Linked DNA regions of Danio rerio: region 2 is linked to region 1. The links are chromatin contacts, called in public HiChIP or PLAC-seq maps. All regions are on one chromosome and are shown on one strand. The core of a region is the stretch at or near the end of the contact, and the rest is flanking DNA. Distances in the headings are between cores, read along the strand shown. Region 1 holds the start of kat5b (K(lysine) acetyltransferase 5b). Region 2 holds the start of stip1 (stress-induced phosphoprotein 1).

Region 1 (5,727 bases), core at 3,183-5,682:
TTGACGGACAGACAGATAGATATGGTAGGTAGGTAGGTAGGTAGGTAGATAGATAGATAGATGGAAGGACAGATTGATATGGTAGGTAGATACAGGAGACAGATATGGTGGGTAGGTAGTAGGTAGGTAGACAGACAGATAGATATGGTAGGTAGGTTGGTAGGTAGGTAGGTGGATGGATGGATGGATGGATGGATGGATGGATGGATGGATGGATAAATATGGTAGGTAGGTAGGTAGGTACAGAGACAGACAGATAGACAGACAGACAGACAGACATGGTGGATGGATGGATGGATGGATGGATGGATATGGTAGGTAGGTAGATAGGTAGGTAGAGAGACAGCCAGAGAGACAGACAGACAGACAGATATCGTAGGTAGGTAGATGGACGGACGGACAGATAGATATGGTAGGTAGGTAGGTAAGTAGGTAGGTAGACAGATAAACAGATAGATATATATATGGTGGGTAGGTAGGTAGGTAGACAGACAGATATGGTAGGTAGGTAGACAGATGGACAGATATGGTAGGTAGATAGACAGACAGACAGACACATAGATATGGTAGGTCGGTAGATGTATGGATGGATGGATGGATGGATGGATGGATGGATGGATGGATGGATAGATAGATAGATAGATAGATAGATAGATAGATAGATAGATAGATAGATAGATAGATAGATAGATAGATAGATAGATAGATAGATAGATAGATAGATAGATAGATAGATAGATAGATAGATAGATAGATTTCTTATAATAAAGATCTTATAAGTTGTTATATTAATGTATACAGCACCATAGTGCCAGGTTATGATGATCAACTGTGCAGCTTGAGTGTTAAAGGCATGTATTGTGGTGACATCATTTGGCGCAGGAAACCACAAAGCAGGTTTCACAAGCGTTCAGCAAATGATAAACAGAGCATCCGGTGCACTAACATGAATCCTCTATAAAGTGTGCGTGTTACATGCTAAGTTCAATAGAAGTTACATTATTTAAAAAGGTGTAACTAATATTTAAACAATATGTACAAATATATGAATAATGTACTCTATGCCACTCCACTGATAATTGTCTGTACATCTCTCTTCAGGGTTTTGTGGAAATTCACCATATTTAACTGTTTTTGCTGAAATCATTGCTGCAATCAAAAACTAGTAATGTGTCTGATCCGGCAAAGCATGAACTTACCTGATATGAAATGAGAACTGCAGAGTCAAGCATTTTTAAATAGGTCCTCACTCCATTCAGCTCTTAAGCCCCATTCACACGGGGCGCCAGCGTCAACGCTTCCCATTCACTTTTAATGGGTGATGTCAGGCGTTGCCGAACTGCATTGTGGATCCGTCGGCACTGCTTCAGAGGCGTCGCTCGCTGCAGAAGTTGGGACTAGCTCAACTTCTTAAGCGCCGACGGAATCGTCAGCCAATCAGATCGCTGTATGCAAACACACCAGTTCAGACAGTGGCCTATTGCTGACTGAATTTCATTGGCTGACACTTCTATGACGATCGCTTCAGCCCCAACTTCAGACACGCCTTCAGTCATGCGTTGACGCTGAAGCCCCGTGTGAATGGGGCGTTATGACGGCTGTTAGCCAAAGACGTCTGCGGTTGGCATTAAAAGCTGTTTGGTGTACCGAAACAGTTTTCTATTTTTGGACTTTAGAATTTGGCGTCCTACCAGACAACATAACATGTTTGCTATTGCAACAGGTCTTTTTTTGCAACCGATATGCGCGGTTGGTTGAATGCATATTACGTCATGTGTGAAGTAGGTTGGTAATTTCCCTATAGCATGGTTCAAAAACACTGTAGTATTTACTATAATGATTACAGTTTTTTTCATATGGGAAGGAATGGACAGATGTATGAATGGATGAATAGATTGATGAAAAAAAGGAATAAGAATAGAAGACAACATAGGCCTACACAAGACAAATGTTATACCTTCTAAAATATGTCATTTTTACTGAAAAACTAAAAAAAAAATAGGCCTACATTTTACAAAATCTATCAATATTTTAACAATATTCATTCATTCATTCATTCATTTTCGACCACTTTTCCAGGGCCGGGTCGCGGAGGCAGGTCTTAGGAGAGAACCCTCGACTTCCCTCTCCCTAGACCAGGGGTCAGCAACCCGCGGCTCTAGAGCCGCATGCAGCTCTTTAGCGCTGCCCTTGTGGCTCCCTGGAGCTTTTTCAAAAATGTTTGAAAATGCAAAAAGATGGGGGAGGTTAATATATATATATTTTTAATATGATTTCTATAGGAGGACAAACATTTTTAACGTTTCCAAATGCTGTCAAAGTGTGTAGAATTAATATTTAATTTCAACATTTCTGTCAACGAAGATTTGCGTCATAGCCTGCGACACACGTTTCTATCAGCAGGGTGGGATGCCAGGCAAGTGGCTGTTGTAAACAAACCAGGAGATTATAAAGCATGGAAAATCGTTCAAAGATGCTATGACATATTAGAACACCTATTTGCAAACTTTAAAAACAAAACCAAGATAATACAAAAAAAATAAAGATATACCTTTCTCCACTAAGAAAGTGAAGGAAAGGGCTATTAAAATGGTAGGTAACATCACCGATCAGCAAACCAAGGACATTAATTCAGTGCCAGCATACTCAATTGCCTGTGATGTGACCGATATTCAACTCGCTTTTATGCAGGTATGTGAACTCTGATGGGCCGCAAGAAGAAATGATCAAATTAATAACACTAAAAGACAAGAGGCTGTGCTGAAGTGTTTTAATGACAACAAAATAAACACCAACCACCTGATTTCAGTGGCTATTTAATCATGAAGGCTCATTATGTATTTGTAGCCAATTTAGTCATTTTGATAGTAGGCTAATATAGCTAATATACATACTTACAGCATGTGTTTCCTTCATTATAAGGCTTTTATAAGGCTTTACATTTTTTGTGGCTCCAGACATATTTGTTTTTTGTTATTTTTGGTCCAATATGGCTCTTTCAACATTTTGGGTTGCCGACCCCTGCCCTAGACGCTTCCTCCAGCTACTCCGGGGGGATCCCGAGGCATTCCCTGGCAAGCCTAGAGACATTGTCCCTCCAGTGTGCCCTGGCTCTTCCATGAGGCCTCCTCCTGGTGGGACATGCCTGGAACACCTTCCTAGGTAGGCGTCCAGGAGGCATCTGAAACAGATGCTCCAGCCACCTCAGCTGACTTATTCTAATGTGGAGGAGCAGCAGCTCTACTCCAAGCTCCTCCCGGGTGACAGAGCTCTTCACCCTATCTATAAGGGTGTGCCCTGCCACCCTGAAAAAGAAGCTCATTTCGGCTGCATCTATCCGAGATCTTGTCCTTTCGGTCATGACCCAAAGCTTGTGACCATAGGTGAGAGTAGGTACGTAGATTAACCGGTAAACCGGTACATCAACCGCATTACTGCTGCCGCTGCACCAATCCACCTGTATCAAAATTTAAACTTTACATTATATTGGTATATTGAAGGTATAATTCATTCAAAACTGATTTCTGTAAGTATTTACTCGCCCCTTATTTCCAACCTTGTTTAACTTGAAGAAGCTATTTAGAAGAAAGCTGGAAACCCTGATAACTTTCGTGGCATTTGTTTTTCCTGCAGTGTCAATAGTTTCAAATATCTTTAGTGTTCAACAAAATAAAGATACTCATAAAGGTCTGGAACCACCTGAGGGTAATAGTGAGTACATTTTCGTTTTAGGATGAACTATCCATTTAATAAACTGGATTTTTGCTTGAATGGGGGGTTTTCTTTGCTTTAGCGTCAGTGATCCACACTCCATTCCAGTAGGTGGTGGAAAATGCAAGAGTGGGTTCATTAAATCGCAGAGGAAAAAGAAGAAGGGGATACCAGTAAAGCTTTGGGAAACAGTGCAGCCAGTGCCCTGAAGAGCTAGATGGATGGACGGATGGATAGACTGTTGTCAAATAAATAGGCCTATACAGCAGTTGAGTACACCTCTTACAGATTATTAGTAGACAGACAGACAGACAGACAGACAGACAGACAGACAGACAGACAGATAGATAGATAGATAGATAGATAGATAGATAGATAGATAGATAGATAGATAGATAGATAGATAGATAGATAGATAATGTCAGTAGTTTCAAATATATTATTTAGTTTTCAACAGAATAAAGATACTCATCAAGGTTTGGAACTACCTGGGGGAGAGTAAACTGAGTACATTTCATTTTAGGGTGAACTATTCCTTTAATAAACTGGATTTTTGTTTGAATGGGCGGTTGTTTTCTTTGCATCATAACACTCCATTCCAGTAGATGGTGGAAAATACCAAATAAGGTTTATCAAAACGTTGAAGGAAAAAAGAAGAAGAAACAAAAGAAGTAGAGCTGTGGTAAAAAAGTGCAGCCAGCGCCCCCCAGAGCAATACAACCGTTTTACCCACAATTCCGTGTGCTGCTTGCCTTGGAGATGCTGTGACCAACATGGCGGAGCCAACGGTAAGCGGCGCACAGTCTTGTCTGCTGTTTAAATGTTGTTTAAAACACATTTAGTCTGTTGTCATCAGTCCCTGTCATTTCTAAAAGCATTTTGTTTTTGCAGGTGGAAATTGTTGAAGGCTGCCGTCTTCCGGTGCTGCGAAAAAACCAAGAAAATGAAGACGAGTGGCGTAAGTGTCAAGCTGAGAGCTCCGTAGCGAATGTAAACAAAAGACCCCGGTGCGCTCACGGGTACCTTAATGTGTCGGCTATAAATGAAACTCATTTTGCTTTTTCATTTAGTTAAGGGATGTGTTGGTAATTTTTTTAATTTTAGTTATTAAGTTGGTATATAAAACGCACCGTGTGATACTCCGGTGCCTTTAGGTGATGCTACTGTTTATACTCTAGCTCTAAATGATGATTAATGTAAATCATACAACGGTGTAACAAAATGTCCTGGAAAAACACAACGCTTTGGCATAACTGCTAACTTATTTTAACTAGCCTACTACTTATTACGTTCCTAATCATAAATCTATGGAAAACCAGCCTGTGATTGTAGCTTGTTTTACGTGATATCCAAGCTAACATAGGTATGGCAAGCCGTTTTGACATTTAATTTATAACCCGTACTAATATATATTTTTCATGTTACTAGTATTTATGTTTTACATCCTAGTATCTGTTCCATTAAGTATTAGTGCTTATTCTTTAGATACTTGTGTTTTTTTAATATGCTAGTGCTTACTCATTAGACACTAATGCTTTTTTTTATCAGATACTAGTACCTATTAAATAGATACTAGTAGTTATGTATTGGATACTAGTACTCAATGTTTCCTCTAGTATTTTTTTCAGTTGTGGCGGCAGACTCCGTTGGGCGTTTTACACAGATTTACCAACTTCTTGTGCCGTTATTTCAATGTCAAATGTTGTGAGCGCAGTATTACAAGTCGAGATCGCATTTATGTAATACGAGCATGCAAATCTCTTTGCTTGCATGCCAATTTCCTGTTCATGAACAAAACTTCTTGCACACCCTCAAATTTATGCTACCCAAGTGCAGATTTTCTTGAGCGCGCTCAAATAAATGCTGCTAAAGTGCGATTTAGTGCGTTTCTGTAACAAGTATGTCTCCAACATTTATTAGATTTGCTTGCTAGGAATATTTATGAATGTCTCCAATAGACCTACAGATTGGCATTAATGTGTCCTGAAGTAAAGTGAAACGGCTATAAACTCCAGA
Region 2 (6,012 bases), core at 168-2,667, 160 kb before region 1:
ATCACTGGCAAACTCTCGTGATTTTACAGGAATACATACAGAAAATATTGGAAAGAAATGGTGTATGTAAACGTCAAACATTTACAAACTTTAAAAAATGTTTTTCCTTTATAAAACTGCTTGTAAATCAGGTTATTGGAAAAATAACCTGTCATTTAGCAGCGCACAGAATTTTAATTTTATTTTTTTTATTAACAATGCTTGAACAGTAACAGAAAGGCATTAATACTTTTTAGAGTTACATAAAAGACTGAGATAACAATCAAATTGCATACATTCACAATCTTTCCATCCTCTTTAATGATACGACATATATAAATAAATAAAATAACAAAAATTAACAAACAAAAAAATGCTAAAGAAAATTAAGTAGCAGGGGAGTTAAAGTTCTTAAAATATGAAACCAAAATCATCCAATGATGAATATAAATATCTTGCTTTTTGGCTTTTCATCTCTCTTAATGTCTTTAAATACATAACAAATTCTTCTTTAAACACCACTAGTCTTGGGGGAATAAAAAAATGCATGTATGAATATGGAATTTTAATAATAACATCAAATTATTTATTATATAAGATATCTCTTTATACTTAAGTATTAGGCCAACTTTAATAATTTCCCATGAGAAGACAATCTCATAGATATTTTCTGTTTTATCCAAACTAAAACTTCATCCCAAAATCTTTTAACCTCATCACATTGGAAAAACATTCTGTTGTTTCTGTATCTACATTACAAAACTGGCGTAAATTTGAGTCACCAATATTAAATTTTAACCGTAGAAATTCTTTTGCAGGATAAATGTGATTCATAATTTTAAAGTGCACTTCTTTACATTTAGGATTAACAGGATATGAAAGGATTTTTTTAATAATATCATAAATAATTTTCCTATCATAACGTGACAAAATATAAGCTCTCTTTACAGGTCCTGGAAAGTTTGTAGCGCTAAGAATTCTTGCAAAGCTCTGGAACATTCAGCATTACTTTTCTCAACAACTTTAGCTCTCGTTTCACCAATAATAAACGGCTGATCCAATCAGTGACGAGAGCGCTGCTTCTTCTGTTGACAAATGTAACGTAACACTTTTCAGTCCTTCCACTCGTATGTCACTTTTAGCCGGGTTGCCATGCGCAACGCATCGATTCAAAATTTCATTTTCTAGAATTTTCTGGAGACTTTGATTCACAGTTTGATTCATTATTAAAGATATTATATTGTATTAGTGATTAATTACTTAGTTTAATTATAAACAGGGTAAGGACGTGTTTGTAAGAATGTTAATCTGTTTAAATTATTTCAGAACGTCAAACTTCACTAGTCAAAAACTTTACTTTTCATGAGGTAATAATTCAACAACTGGCAACCCATCTCTCTGCAACATTGATAATAGGCAGAGAGGCGGGGCTTCGCTAGTGTCTTGGTAGATTCTGGAACATCATCCCCACGCTATGGAGAAAGTAAGTAACTTGTATTGAACAGCTTATTTTAAACATTCTGAAAAATAGTTTTCGTGCATTACCTATGAAACCTATTCAAAGAGTGTTTCATATTTGCTCGTTTTATAGGCAGACGCATTGTAGCTCGTTTTAAACCGTATCAATGATAGTAAGAGCTAGTTTGCTAACAACGCGTTAGCATTTGAGTCTGACACGCTGTGCTTTAACCTGCAATCTGTGCGAACGATTCTTCTGCAACAGTTATCTTGAAGATGGTGAGCATTATTTGTACAGATGTTGATGTTTGTGAATTAAGTGTTTATACGACTGCTCGGTCACCTCCCATCAGTTAGCAAGTTAGCATAAGCTCATGTCAGGTCTAGAGACTTCTGTGTGTGTGTGTGAATGGCTGAACATCATTTCATTCAAGCCAGTCTTGCTGTTCAAAACTAAGCTGATGCATTTGTTATCTTTTTTCTTTAGACCATTTTGAGGGATGTAAACGAAAACAATGGTTCCGACGTATTTCCTGTTTTGCATGTTTTAATTACTATAGCTTTTGAGTATCCAAAAAAGAGCCACATACTGATAAATTATGTTATGATATCTGTTTTAACATGAAGTTATGATTGAATTATCTCTAGTTAGAGTTATGAAATAGTTTGATAACAAGCAGGAAATGTTCATGGGCCAATGACATGACCACATTGAAATGGTCTATTCAGTTAATATTATGTGCAACTGCATTAAAAGGTTTATTGTACATTTATAGCTTAGGATAGTACGCAAACGTCCTCTTTATACTGTATGTTTTCACATTTTTCTTTTCAGTGTGATTTTACAGTTATCATGGATCGTTATTAAGTCATTTAACAACATCTATTGAGCTTTGATTTCATAAGCAGTAATGTGTGTTTCTTAAAAGTGCATGTGTTTGAATGCAAGCTGTGACTCTATGGGACATCAGCTGTCAGTGACGATTATTTCTGGTCTCCACAGCAGATGCTGCTTTCTATTCCAGCAGTTCACTATTTTCAAGAAATCCTGTTTAACACCAGTTGTCAGTCAAACAAAGCTTAATCACCTAAAAGGAAAAACAAATAAATGATCTAGTAGTTAAAGAGCACTTATTACGGCCCTTTTTACAAGATTTTAAAAAATGAAGTCTCTAGAGCAGAGGTGCCCAAACTTTTTCGTATGAAGGGCCAAAAACCAAATATCATTAAGAGCTGTGGGCCGAAGGTATGCATGGGACGATTACCATTTTCAAGGTATACCATGTTTGTAAAAGCTAAGGTTTTAAAACCGTCAACATGTTCTTCAATACCGTTCATAAGTTATGTGTAAGATTTTTTTACTTAATTATTTTTTGTTTTTTTTTAGGACGACACATTCTAAGAAAAAAGGTATGCGAGCTGTCACTGGTGTAGTACCTTTTTTAATTAGTACCTAAAAGGTTCATATTAATACTTCAAGGGTACATATTAGTACCTTAAAAGTACAAAAGTGTTCCTCTTAAAATATTTAGGTACTTTTATTTATATATATATATATATATATATATATATATATATATATATATATATATATATATAAATAAATATATAAATAAATAAATAAATAAACTTTTGAGGTACCAAAGGTACCACCCCAGTGACAGCTCGTGTAGCTATATGTCTGAGTGCAGTATCTCCAGCCGAAATTTTAAATTGTAAAAAAAAATCTGTTTTTGAAACAAATGAAGACAGCAGAAGTCAATGATTTGTTAAGCCTGACACGTTTACTGTTCCAAAATATTTTAAAAGATTCTCAAAATAGAATATATAGTGTTCAAAAGAGAAAAAAGTTTTTCCTTTTTTTATCCAGACATTTAAAAAGAATATATTTTAGAGCAGTAATCAAAATATCGTGAAAAGGTGATATTTTTATCCAAGGTTATTATACTGCCAGAATCTTATATCGGCCCATGCCTAGCTGAAGGTAAATAATATACCAAACTATATTACATTAAAGTGCTGCACAGATAGTTGTCCTTCTGTAGGGTTCTCCTCTCTCCACAAAAAAAAAATGCTGGAGCTCAGACTGAGTGACCATCCGGTTATCGATCACCTCTTCTTCTCCTCTGATCACTTAGCTTAAATGGCCGGCCAGCTCTAGTCCTGGTGGTTCTAAACATCTTCCACTTACAGATGATATAGCCCGCTGTGCTCATTGGAACTTGCAGAGCAGCAGAAATTTTTCTGTAACCTTCCCCAGCCTTGTGCCTCGGCAATCCTGTCTCGGACAGACAATACCTTTGTCTTCATGCTTGGTTTGTGCTTTGACATGCACTGTCAACACTGGGACCTTGTATAGACGGGTGTATGCCTTTTCAAATCATGTCCAATAAACTGAATTGACCACTGCCTAAACATCAAGAATGATCAGTGGATTTTAGAGCTTGACAGTAAAGGCTGTGAATACTTGTGTACATGTGATTTTTTTTTTTCAGGTTTTTTTATTTTTAATAATTTTGCAACATTTTCCAAAAGCTTTTTTTTCACATTGTTGTTATAGGCTATTTTGTGTAGAATTATAAGAAAATAAATGAATTTAGTCCATTTTCGAATAAGACTATAACATAAATAATGTGGAAAAAGTGAAGCGCTATGAATACTTTCCGGATGCACTGTTTGTGTTTTAAGTCCACAAGTTGATTATTGGCCTAGTCTCAGCAACTTCCAGTTTTCTCTTGACAAAAATGAAATGTGTGTGTTTTTGAATCTCTCTTTCTCCATAGGTATCGCAACTGAAGGATCAAGGAAACAAGGCGCTGAGCGCAGGAAACCTTGAAGAGGCGATTCGGTGCTACACAGAGGCTCTGACCTTAGACCCCTCCAATCATGTCCTCTTCAGTAACCGATCTGCAGCTTATGCCAAGAAGGGTGATTACGACAATGCCCTGAAAGATGCCTGCCAAACTATAAAGATCAAGCCAGACTGGGGCAAGGTGGGGTTTGTAATTGCTGCTATTGTCTCTCTTTTCCTGATATCTCCTCTGTTACAGTCAGCTGATTTCCAAAATGTGGTCAAATTGACACTTGGCAAAGACTTATGCCCTTCCATTGTCAATTTCTTTTTTTTAAATGGAGCTTACTAGCTATTATTAAAAAAAGAAAAAAAAATTGTAAACAAGAAAATGTAAGGACAAGGACTATGGGAAAATTAATATTTTCTGGAAAATATGTGTTGAATCCAGACAGGAAAATCAAATAAATTTGAAGGACATAATCGGAATGAAAGAAGGGGTTCCAAATGAAGATTAAAGTTCTAGCCTACAGATTAGAGTTAATACAACGTATCACATCAGATGGTGAATGATAGCAGATATCAACTATGCCTGACACATTTAGAAATTTCTGGATTTATAGCATCTGTTTATGTGACACTTTAACTGGGGTTGATTTGTATTTTGGGATAACAGCAGTAAGACTTCTGTGTGTATTCAAAATAACAAAACATTATTGTGATTCATAAAGTAAACAAACAACAACCAAAAAAAGCATGAGTTCTTGAATTTTGTTTATTCACTCTCCGGGTCTGCATTAAAAGTCTTATAGGAGCCCCTTCTTACTCTTTTTAATGTTCAAGTCCCCCAGTGCTAATCTGCTATTTCCTTATATATATATATATATTGCAAGAATAGACAAAACAGCTATCTTTGTTTCCTGAGCCATAATCTTCATTATTCCTTTAAGGGTTACTCAAGAAAAGCTGCTGCTTTAGAGTTTCTTGGGCGACTAGAAGATGCCAAAGCAACCTATCAGGAGGGGTTACGTCAGGAGCCGTCCAATCAGCAGCTCAAGGAGGGACTTCAAAACATGGAAGCACGGTTAGCAGGTAAAAAAAGTCATTGTTTTGACTACAGTTTTTGATGTTGCGTTCAGTCTTAAATTTATAATTATATAGTTATATCAGTATGTTTAACACCCTACAAATGTTTTTGTTTTTTTAAATTTAAATCTTCACTGTCAGTGTATAGTGTGCTTCACAGACTGTTTTTCTCCAACTCACCTACTACCCACCTGCACAAATGTTGTTGTTTTTTATAGCTCTCTGCACTCCTTTCTTTGTTTATTTATTTTTTGTGTAGAGGAGAGTGATAATAAACAAAGCGTTTAATCAGAGATTCACTGTGATGATTATTGCCATGTTGTTTATAGAAAAGAAGATGATGAACCCATTTTCCATTCCCAACCTGTATGAGAAGCTGGAAGGCGACTCTCGGACCCGAGCGCTGCTGTCTGACCCCAGCTACAGGGAGCTGCTGGAGCAGCTCAGGAACAAACCCTCAGAGCTCGGCACGTAGGTGTTCTGTGTGCTGTTCTGGTGCTTGCTTTCTATTTTCATCCTTTTATATTGGACTACAGCCAATCTGTAAAAATATATATGCAATTTTATTTTGACATTTATATAGTTATACAAAAGTGCTCAGCATAAATGAGAATAACCATTTGGTAAAACTGTTTTGTTTAAATGCACCAAAAATATTGCTTCTATTGACATCAACACATGTTCACATATCTAAAACT

Evidence for each region. HiChIP or PLAC-seq counts read pairs in DNA pulled down with a chosen protein or histone mark.
Region 2: a contact with region 1 is called in an H3K4me3 HiChIP or PLAC-seq map of embryo, with 4 times the contacts expected there. The contact joins the promoter of stip1 here to the promoter of kat5b in region 1. A contact is called at or near these places in 2 of 18 Hi-C or Micro-C datasets (caudal fin and hematopoietic stem cells) and 1 of 4 datasets of contacts at active chromatin or transcription factors (embryo).

What each region holds. Positions count from the first base shown.
Region 1 is chr5:72,663,332-72,669,058 of GRCz12tu, reverse strand. It overlaps kat5b (K(lysine) acetyltransferase 5b), which reads left to right and starts at 4,432. Exons shown (of 15, transcript NM_001013309.3): 1 at 4,432-4,499; 2 at 4,603-4,669. The coding sequence starts at 4,485.
Region 2 is chr5:72,819,847-72,825,858 of GRCz12tu, reverse strand. It overlaps stip1 (stress-induced phosphoprotein 1), which reads left to right and starts at 1,417. Exons shown (of 14, transcript NM_001007766.2): 1 at 1,417-1,462; 2 at 4,221-4,430; 3 at 5,179-5,320; 4 at 5,644-5,785. The coding sequence starts at 1,454.